2 separate regions of the Canis lupus genome follow, and region 2 is linked to region 1. The links are chromatin contacts, called in public Hi-C maps. All regions are on one chromosome and are shown on one strand. Each heading gives the region's core, a stretch centred on a gene start, on an enhancer-like site or on the middle of the called end of the contact. The rest is flanking DNA. Distances are from core to core; before and after follow the strand shown. Region 1 holds the start of SIK1 (serine/threonine-protein kinase SIK1). Region 2 overlaps HSF2BP (heat shock factor 2-binding protein).

Region 1 (5,186 bases), core at 1,433-3,932:
AGCATGTGCAAAGCACGCAAGACTAGCAATCTGAAAAGAAATCAAGGATTCTGGAAGGAATTTTGGCCTCCATGTGCCCAGGATGCAAACAATAATCAAAGACACTTGGGAGCAGAGGCCCATCAATGGCAAATTCATGGGGGTGCCAGGAGGAACCCCGCTGGAGACACGACAGCCATTCCGAGGTCAGACTCTTCCTCTGCTCCGCCTGCACTCTCCGCCCCAGGGCTGGGGTGGCCGCGGCCCACACAGGGCTGGTCAGACGGCTGGAAGCTCAGGACGGGCTGGGAGTAGAGGGGCCAGGGTGCCCAGCTCCAGGGACCTTCTCTGGGAAGGCAGCTTGGCTCTGTTGCCTGCAGTTTTTGTTCAGCGATGACAAAATGTTTCCAAACAGCCAGCCAGGTGTTTGCAAAACACCTGTGACCTTTCAGAAGACTTGGCTAAACCCGGGATAGGAGGGCGGTGGAGGAACCCGGTTTGCTGGAAGTCCCCTGGATGAGCCTGCGGAAAGTCCTGAGGTCACAGAATGAGGGGCAGCAGGTGAGTGCACCCAGGGCCCTGGTTTCCTCTCTCTGTGTCTCGCTCCCGGAGGAGCAGGTTAGGGGGACCCGCGGAAGGGAAGAAAAGCCGCTGTAAACGAATCAGAAAGTAAAAATACTCCAGATTCTTGGTGGATAAACCCAGGACAGATAATGAGCGCACCTTTGAAAGACAGGAAAACTCTGGCGTTCCTGGTGCCCTCGAGAGGCCTTTCAAGAAACAAACTGAGCCGCCAGCAACAGCCCAGGGAGGGGGCGACGGGGAACTCTGGTCTGGCTGATGACGGTGCATCAGGAGAAGCACGTCCGAGTCCTCCATGGTACCCTTGCCAGGCCGGCCACGTCTCCAGGCGACCGCCCACACATGGAAGCCTCCGGAAGACCGCTTGTGGGTTCTGCATCCATCTTAACTCTTGCTCCCCAGCCCCTCCTGTGAAGTAGTATTTCCTTTAACACGAGGCAGAATGATTCCAGGCGAGATGCAGAATTTAAACCCCACACCCCTGCCCTCCTAACGCCTGACGTTCAAAAGGTACCATTCGCCCGTAGCCTCTGTCTTCCCTTAGAGAACATTCTGTTTTGTGCAGAGGCGTAAAGGGGGGACGAAGTGAGCAGCAGTACCATGGAGGTGGTCACCCAGTGCTGCCGTCGGCCTGTCCAGCCTCCCCTTTACTAGGGACAGGCTGTGGGCTACCGGGGGGGGGGGGGGGGTGCACCAGTGCAGACCCACACAGGACTGCTCCCCTGCAGCTCTGGGGAAGCAAGCGGCCCCCCTGGAGTCACCACCCACAGGGCCTGCAAAGTGTGCAGTGCTGGCAAAGAGGAAGTCCTCCTGTGGCCTCTGGGGCGGGGCCCCCCCAGCCCCAGGAGCAGAGTCCTTCCCTGTCTGCATACACAGCACTGGGCCACCTGCCAGATGACCGCCTCACTTGATGGGGTTGCTAACTGGCTTTCCCACGGCGGGTCCCAAGAACCTGAACGCCCCACTCCCACCTGCAGCACAGGAGGCGGCCTCCCCCCCATCCTGCTGTTCATCAAAGCAGAGCCCGAGGATTCCCTGACAGCGTCCCCCGCATCTCATCCCGAGGTCCTGACCTGCAGAGGTGACCCAGAAAGGGCAGGGCGAGCCGGACCACGCCCCGGCGCGCCGCGGGAGGGCCCGGGCCGCGATCCCATCCCTCTCACGGCTCCCCCCTCCCAGCCCGCGGCCCCCCGCGGGGTGTGGGGTGGGTCGGCAGTGGCAGGTGGGCCGGGGATGCTGAGCGTTCCCTGTCTCAGTTGTCGCCAGCTGAACAATGGAGACTCGTGCAGAAGAAAAGGAATCGCAGGTCCTGCAGGCCCGCAGCTGCCCAGCGCCCCGGCACCCCGCGGGGCCCCCTCCGGAGTCTGCGAGCTTCCCCGGGCGCCACCTGCTCCTTCCCCCAACAGACGCGCCCAGGGCCGAGCACCTCCGATGGAAACCGGGTCCCCCGATCGCGCGGGCTCCGAAGGGGACGCAGCCGCCGCGCTGCTGCGCTTGCTGGGGCTCGGGGGCCGCCCCGGGAGCCGGCCCCGCGGGAGAGCGCGAGCGGGGCGCGGCGCGAGGGCGGAGGAGCGCGCTGCGGGAGGACCGGGAGCCCGAGGCCCCGCGCCCGCCGTGCCCGGTAGGGGGCGCTCGCCGGCGGGGCCGCGGCGCGGGCGGAGGGCAGGCCTCGGCGGGCCTCGGGCGGCCGGCGCCCCTGACGTCACCGCCCCGCGGTCGCCAGGGCGACGGCCCCATCAGCGCGCGCGTCAGAGCCGCCGGTCTCTTGGCAACGGCCCGATCTCCCGCTCTCCCTGCGCCTGGCCCGCGGCCGCGCGTCGCTCTGGCGTCAAAGCGACGTCAATGGGGCTGTAGCGCTCCGGCGGCGGCGGCGGCGGGGGGCGGGGCCTGGGCGGCGGGGGCGGGGCCTGGGCGGGGCCTGGGCGGGGCCGGGGCGGGGCCGGGGCGGGCCGGGGCGGGGCGGGCGGCGGGCGGCGCGTGCGGCCCGAGCGCGCGGCGCGGCCCCAGAGCTGACATGCGGCGCGGCCCGGGCGGCGGCGGCGGCGGCGGCGGCGTCGGACCGAGCAGCAGGCGGCCGAGCAGCAGGCGCCCGAGCAGCGCGAGCGGCCGAGCGGGGCGGCGGGGGCCGCGGGGACAGCGGCGGCGCGGCCTCGGCGCTCGCGGGGCGGCGGAGGTGAGGCTCGCGCGGGCGGGAGCGGCCGAGTGTGCGCTCGGGCGGCGGGGCCGGGGCTCCGGGCTCTGGTTCCCGCCGCCGCGTGCCGGGCTCCGGGCCCGTAGGGGCGGCGCGGGGCTCGCGGACCCGGACGCCTCCCGCCCCGCCGCCGCTGGGCTCCCCTTTGTTGGGCTGCGGGCGGGGGGGCGCGGGAGCGGGTTCAGCGGCCCACGGGGGCTGCCGGGGGATGGAGCCGACCGCGGGCAAAAAGGCGGGCTGGGGAGGGGGGTCCGGGTCTCCGCGGGGCCGGGGGCCTCGTGGTCGGGATGGCGCCGACCGCGGGCGGGCGGGCGGGGGGGTTCCGGGTCTCCCGCGGGGCCGGGGGGCTCGGGGGTCCGGGATGGGGGAGCCGACCGCGGGCGTCGGGCGGGGTTGGGCCCGGGTCCCCCGCGGGGCCGGGGGCTCCGGGGTTGGGATGGAGCCGACCGCGGGCGGCGGGCGGGGGGATCCGGGCGCCCCGCCGGGCTGGGGGATCGGGCTCGGGATGGGGCGGACCGCGGGCGGCGGGCGGGGGGTGGGTCGGGGCGCCCCGCGGGGCCGGGGGTCTTGGAGCTCGGGATGGAGCCGACCGCGGGCGGCGGGCGGGGTGGGTCCGGGTCCCCCAAGAGGTTAGGGGATCGGGGGTCGGGATGGAGCCGACCGCGGGCGGCGGGCGGGGGTGGGTCCGGGTCCCCCGCGGGGCCGGGGGTCTTGGAGCTCGGGATGGAGCCGACCGCGGGCGGCGGGCGGGGGTGGGTCCGGGTCCCCCAAGAGGTTAGGGGATCGGGGGTCGGGATGGAGCCGACCGCGGGCGGCGGGCGGGGGTGGGTCCGGGTCCCCCAAGAGGTTAGGGGATCGGGGGTCGGGATGGAGCCGACCGCGGGCGGCGGGCGGGGGTGGGTCCGGGTCCCCCGCGGGGCCGGGGGTCTTGGAGCTCGGGATGGAGCCGACCGCGGGCGGCGGGCGGGGGTGGTGCCGGGGGTCTTGGGGACGGAGTGGAGCGGCCCGGGCGTCGGGGCGGGGCGTAGCAGAGGGCGGGGCCGGGGCAGGGCTGGGTCGGGGTCCGCGCTGAGCGCCCGTGGCCCGCAGGTGCAGCGCGGAGCCATGGTGATCATGTCCGAGTTGAGCGCGGCCCCCGCGGGCTCCGGCCCGGGCCAGCAGAAGCCCCTGCGGGTGGGCTTCTACGACGTGGAGCGGACCCTGGGCAAGGGCAACTTCGCGGTGGTGAAGCTGGCCCGCCATCGAGTCACCAAAACCCAGGTGCGTGGGGGGGGGAGAGCATCCTGGGGGCCGCTCGCAGAGTCCCTGTCCTTGGGGTTCATGTGGGGTGTCTCAGCGCTGACAGTTCCACAAAGAGAAGATGCTTTAGATTATGATTCTGAGTGATTTGTATAGGTATTAGGGGACAGCAGACAGTAATGACCAGATAACCCAGGGTTGCCCTGCCCGTTTAAACACTATTAATGGTTACTTTGGTTATTCCTTATTCCCCCCCCCCCCAACTTTTGGTGACCCTTTGGGGACATAAAGTGTTTTTGAGATTAAGCTGCAAAATACATAACATATAAATAGAAGGTTGTTTTTTTTTTAAATATCCTTTCTTTTAAATTGTAGGTTGCAATAAAAATAATTGATAAAACCCGATTAGATTCAAGCAATTTGGAGAAAATATATCGTGAGGTTCAGATCATGAAGCTTCTGAATCATCCTCATATCATAAAGCTTTATCAGGTAAGGACTCCAGTTTGCCTTTTGCTGTTATGTCCGGCAAGTGCATTAGTTTCAAGAATAAGTCTGCAGTTTCTCAATCTTGCTCCTCTTTGGCTACATGTGGCAGTCTGGGAGCTGGTTGTGTAGGGTAAATAGATCGATTTTTGTGAGCTCTTCAGATGTATTTCCAATTATTTTCTTGCTTTTGGGTCGTAACTGAGATTTGCCTCATTAGAATTTTATTTAGTCTTGTCATTCATTCCGGTTTTAGATGCGTAGAGGTTGGTTGTTTACATTTAGTTTACTATGAAAACAACTAACCAGATCAATGTATTGCCACAAGTCAAACATTTAGCGGAGAAGGACAGATTTTAGTGCAACGAGACACTTCCGCCTTTGGAGATAATTATTAAACTTTAAAACTGGCTGCTCTTACCGGCTTCTGTAAACTTGCAACGGCAGCATTGAGCACTCATCTTCCCATTTAAACTCTCCCATCAGAGACTGGAGAGATGAAAATACCTTCGCCGTGGTGAAAGTGGGGAACTTGACATTTAATCCACATTAAGAACATGCCTCACCCTGTCCCGCCTGTTGGTTTGTTCTGTGACTTTATTTTTGTTATCGTGTTGAAACTAATACATTATAGCTTTGGAGTATGGGCGTTGATTGAATTAGGACAGCAAAGCCGAGCGGTCTCGTTGGCAGCCGCCCGCTGGTGCAG
Region 2 (5,186 bases), core at 1,337-3,836, 160 kb before region 1:
TGCCAGGTGCTAAAGGGTAGAGAAATTGATCCCTTATGTATGCTTTACATTTCTTTGCTCAGGGTTTCAGAAATGCTGCTTTTCATTTGTAGCTCAGCTCCTTGCTGGTAATAGTTCTCTGCACCCTTTCCGTGGATAAGTTAAGCAGTGAGAGATACAGCCTTTTCTCATGGTATTAAAACTATCAGGGCAGCCTGGGGGCTCAGTGGTTTAGCACCACCTTCAGCCCAGGGTGTGACCCTGGAGATCTGGGATCGAGTCCCACGTCGGGCTCCCTGCATGGGGACTGCTTCTCCCTCTGCCTGTGTCTCTGCCTCTCTCTCTCTCTCTCTCTCTCTGTCTCTCATGAATAAATAAATAAAATCTTAAAAAAAAACTATCAAAAAAGGATTGTGAGTTTCAGAAGTGGCCTGTGATGTAGATTATTTCTGTATATTAGTAGTCTGTCTTAGCCACCATTTCATTCAGTTAACAGTTACAGGGAGATTTCCTTATGAATGCTAAAGATTAGTAGGTACAAGACAGCCTAGGCTGGATGGCAGCTTCTTCCCTATTCTGACATCGAAGCTGGGTAAGATAATGTATTATTCACTGTCCATATTCTTTCTGTCCCTGGTTTTTAAAATAAAAAAATCATAGAAGTGGTATATTCTCATTATGAGGATGAGACATATAATCAAAGTGGCTGTATATTTTTCTCTCTTCAAGGATTAGCAGAAGGAACTTACAGAGAAGTAAAATTCATTTGTGTGACAAATATTTATAAAATTCCATGTACCGTTGTAGGGATTTGGGATGTATCAGAAAGCGAAACATGAAAATGCCTGCCCTTGTGGGGTTTGTTCAGGGCTGTTGGCACTGCGGGGGGCCACGCTGAAAAAGCAGGGTGAGGGTTTGGTTGGGAGAAGGCGGCAGTGCTCCCATCTGGCCACGAGGTGGCGGCCTTGTACAGCTGAAAGGCACCTGCCACCTCCAGGTGCCCGGGTAGGCAGGTGTGGCATCCCCCCCCCCCGCCCCCGCCCCGCCCATGCTGACTTTGAATTCTGTGGGGTGCCCGTGGGAGAGTGGAACGTTTGACCCCGTCCCCTTGTTATGGTAGCCTATGGATGTACGGCTACACAGGGCCAGAGACTGTGAGGTTACCCTAAGGAAAATCTGTGGGGCCAGGATGAATTCCCATGTGTGTTTATACGTGGTAAGGCTTGTAGAGATGTAATTTTCTATCTTTGCCACCTTTGAGTGACGTACAGCTTGATGATACAAGAAAATTTAAGAGTGAACTGCGAAGAAAAAGTTTGTACCACTGATTTATTTTAGTTCTTTTCATTTTGTTTCTTTTTATGAGCATATGCATTTCATAGTTCATTCATAATTATAAATGACATAAGTTTTCATTTAACACTGTCACAGAAGGCAACTGTGTAGCTTCTAGAGCCTAGCACTTGACTGACAGTTGATTTCTTGGGTGGCCAGGATTTGCAGCGTAGAGCACAGACTTCCAGGAGAGTCCTGTTGTGGCGTGATGCATTGTAGGAGGAGGGGGCAGAGAGGAGAACTGATTTGAGCTAGAAAAAATAGTCCCACTTTACATGGTTTCTGAGAAACGCCGTTTAAGACAAGTTGTGCCAGCCAGTTTCATAATCTGTAACCGAATATTTGGCTTTAGGTGCTAATCTTCCCTCTAGGGCAAAGGGTGCCTGGAAACTGCTGACTCCCTTCATTTCTCCCACGCTTTGGGGATGCCCCTGCTGTCCTTGGCAGTCCCCTGCCTTCTCAGAGCCCAGGGCCACCAAGCCACCCCCTGGGCTTGTCCACACTTCCCTGGAGGGAGTGCTGTCCTGCCGTCTCCTCCCCAGGTGGAGGGGGGCACCAGTTTTCAGGCCGCTGGCTGCTGCCTCCCACCACCTGCTGTTTCTGTCCCCAGGTTCCTGTGGCTGGGCTCCCTCACTGGCTCTCACTGGTTGTGTGTTGTTTTCATTTTGTTAATGGCCAGAGACCAGGCTGTTGTCCTGAAGCCGTCTTTCTCAGAGTCTATTCCCGGACCAGCAGCATCTGCCTCACCTGCGAGCTTGCTGGAAGGGCAGATTCTTCAGGCCCACCTCAGGCCTACTGAATCGGAGACTCTGACTGACGCTGGCGGGGGTGGGGGGGGCGGGTGCAGCCTGTGTTGACCCAGCCCTGTAGGGGATACTGGCGGACTAACATTTGGGAGTCAGTGTCCACAAGCACTGCTGCATTAGCTCTGAGTGCCGTGTGCCACCTCACATCTGGGTGCGTGTTAGCATAGACACTGATGATTTCTTAGTTCCTGAGGTCAAGGCACTTCATTACTTTGCTTTTTAAATGTCAGTATTTCTGCACCATAATATCTTTTCTTTAAAGTTGACCATACCTGTGATTCCAGACTTACTAACGTGGATGTTTTGGGGATTTTGTTGGCTATTTGAATCACCACCTAAATGAACGTGGTGGGGAGTTGCCACGGTTGCCCGCCTTCACCGCGGCCTTCTCTTGTCTGATCACCGTTGCTTCCGCCCCTCCATTGACGGCCGCTGCGGCTCTTCCTCCTGAGTCAGTCTGCCAGTTGGTGAGACGAGCACTGTGAATCAGCCCTGGCTGGCACCGTCTACTCACCGAGCTGCCTTCTGCTTTTTATGGAGCAGATACAAGTCTGTGCCACGAGACAGTCGGGTTTCTCAGCCCTGCCGTCAGTCCCTTACGTAACCCACTTTCTTAGAGCCTCCAGTACGAGTTTGGCAGTAAAATCAGGGCTTAAAAACATAAGACTGAAAACAACAACAAGAAAAGTGCTTTTGGGTATGGGCTAAAAACTGGCAAAAACCTGAAAAGCAGAACTTTTAGAATATTGGTCATTGAAGGACTGGTTCTGTGAATAATCACACCTGAGCAGCCCATGCCCATTTTCTTGAGAGATTTGGCTCATTGGATTCTTAGAGGACATTAATGGTCTGAAATGCTGAGTGTTGTTGTGTCTCTCTTCTTCTAGACCTGGAAAGGAAAGAGCAAGAGTTAGAGCAACTGAGAATGGATTGTGAGCACTTCAAAGCCCGCCTAGAGACCGTGCAGGCTGACAGCATGAGAGACAAGAAGGTACGATGCTAGCACACCAGTGTCCGGGCTGCTCCCCGACAGAGCCGAGTGGCCGGCAGCCCTCCTAGCCCTTAAGCCTCAAGAGATTGTATTTTAAAATGTATGTAATTCTGGGGGCGCCTGGGTGGCTCAGTCAGTAAGTGTCGAACTCTTGATTTCAGCTCAGGTCACAATTTCAGGGTCCTGAGATTGAGCCCTGCGTTGGGCTCCATACTCAGTGGGGAGTTTGCTTGAGATTCTCCTTCTCCCCTTGCCCCTCCCCCTCCTGGTGTTCTTGTGCGTGTGCATACATGTGCGCTTTCTAAAATAAATCTTAAAAAATAATAAGGGCTGGAAAATAGTCGAACATTTGGATTTTATGACCATTTAATGTGGAGAATATTTACTGGGTAGGCTTGTAATTATGACTTCCTGTTAACTTTAAAAAAAGTTTTTTTTTTTTAAGATTTTATTTTTTCATGAGAGACAGAGAGGCAGAGACAGAGACAGAGACAGAGGAAGAAGCTGGGATCATGACCTGAGCTGAAGGCAGATGCTCAACCACTGAGCCACCCAGGTGCCCCAGCTTAAAAAATTTTTTAAAATATTTATCTATTTGACAGAGTACTCACATGTGCCTTAGTGGGGGGCCAGGGGGTGAGGAGGGAAGGGTGGGGCAGAGTGAAAGAGAGAAAGAGAGAAGCAGACTCCTCACTGAGCATGGAGCCAGATGCAGGGCTCTTTCTCAAGGCCCCAGAGTTCATGACCCGAGCCAAAATCAAGACTTGGACACTCAACCAACTTAGCCACACAGATGACTCTAATTTTTATGTCTAAAAGATCACTTCAGAACATTAAAAATCATAGAATAATAAGAATTCTGAAAAATGTACTTAATAATTTATAATCAGAGATGTATTAACTGGAAATATTTGTAATAAACCTAGGGGATCATTTACTAATCTTTAAGAAACAACTAATGTGTTTTAATATTTGACGAGACTAATAGTATTTCTTAAAAATTACACATTCTTGGGGATCCCTGGGTGGCTCAGTGGTTTGGTGCCTGCCTTTGGCCCAGGGCGCGGTCCTGGAGTCCCGGGATCGAGTCCCTCGTCGGGCTCCCTGCGTGGAGCCTGTTTCTCCCTCTGCCTGTGTCTCTGCCTCTCTCTCTCTCTGTGTGTGTGTCTATCATGAATAAATAAATAAATAAATCTTTAAAAAAATTACACATTGTTTTTCTATAGAATAAATGATTTCCCCTTCTCTTCTGTAAAGCTAGAACTATCCTATCACTTCTGATAAAAGTCAGGGTGTGTGTATTTTTTATTTTAAAGTAGAAAAACACTAACAGTACTAGTAACAGTAGCTAGTATCTGTTGTTTCCTGTGTGCTGGCAGGTGGCCAGCCACTGGCTGTGCATCGAATATCTCTTGTGCGTCTCCTAGCACAGCAGAGTCAGTAGGCACTGTTAGCCTCAAGGAGGTTAGGTAGCTGGTCACAGGTCCACTGCTGCCTCATGTGAAAGAATTCTGAATATTTGTGGCTGCTATGGAGGTTTTCCAGAACTGGTGGGTTTTGTATGGACTTTAACATTGAACAAGAAGGAAAGGTCAGGGAAAGAGTTTCGGTCTCAAAACTGAGTTAGGTTGAGTGTCAGTCACATAATCAAAGTTGAAATTTTAGCTTTGTCGTATGTTTAGATCACAATAATTTAAGATGACGGTGGCTAATTTGGGCCTGAAAGTTTCATGGTCTGAAAGAAGTTGACCAACAGACAGGAAGGATCTGATAAAAGTTGACAATGCACTTGTTAGGTTCTGTACTTCCTGAATTTGCTGAGATGTCCTTGTTAAGGTTAAAACTTAATTGGACAGAATCTTAGATTTCCTTTTTTTTTTTTTTTAGTAGATAAACATAGGAAAAATGCATGTTTTGTGGACATTTTAGAGGCAGTGCTTAAAAATGCACCATTCATGGGGTACTTGGGTGGCTCAGTGAGTTGAGTATCTGACCCGTGATTTTGGCTCAGGTTGTGATCTCAGGGTCGTGCGACTGAGCCCTGCGTCAGGCTCCCTGCTCAGCGTGGAGTCTGC

What was found. A called contact is a pair of places that touch in the nucleus more often than the background predicts.
Region 2: a Hi-C map of blood shows a contact between it and region 1, with 5 times the contacts expected there. The contact joins the enhancer-like site here to the promoter of SIK1 in region 1. A contact is called at or near these places in 2 of 9 Hi-C or Micro-C datasets (amygdala and blood).

What each region holds. Positions count from the first base shown.
Region 1 is chr31:37,353,960-37,359,145 of UU_Cfam_GSD_1.0, reverse strand. SIK1 (serine/threonine-protein kinase SIK1) reads left to right here and starts at 2,682. Exons shown (of 15, transcript XM_038581592.1): 1 at 2,682-2,734; 2 at 3,842-4,012; 3 at 4,367-4,483. The coding sequence starts at 3,857. It overlaps LOC111093457 (a long non-coding RNA gene), which reads right to left and starts at 2,113. Exons shown (of 2, transcript XR_005382452.1): 1 at 1,988-2,113; 2 at 1-969.
Region 2 is chr31:37,514,926-37,520,111 of UU_Cfam_GSD_1.0, reverse strand. It overlaps HSF2BP (heat shock factor 2-binding protein), which reads left to right. Exons shown (of 9, transcript XM_038581595.1): 4 at 3,008-3,111. Among named protein-coding and RNA genes, the nearest start is that of HSF2BP, 17 kb to the left of the region's middle. Within about 2 kb of position 2,586, at least 5 of the 20 cell types and tissues checked have an H3K27ac peak or open chromatin away from gene starts, as enhancers often do. A contact at or near this core is called in blood, where this site is marked.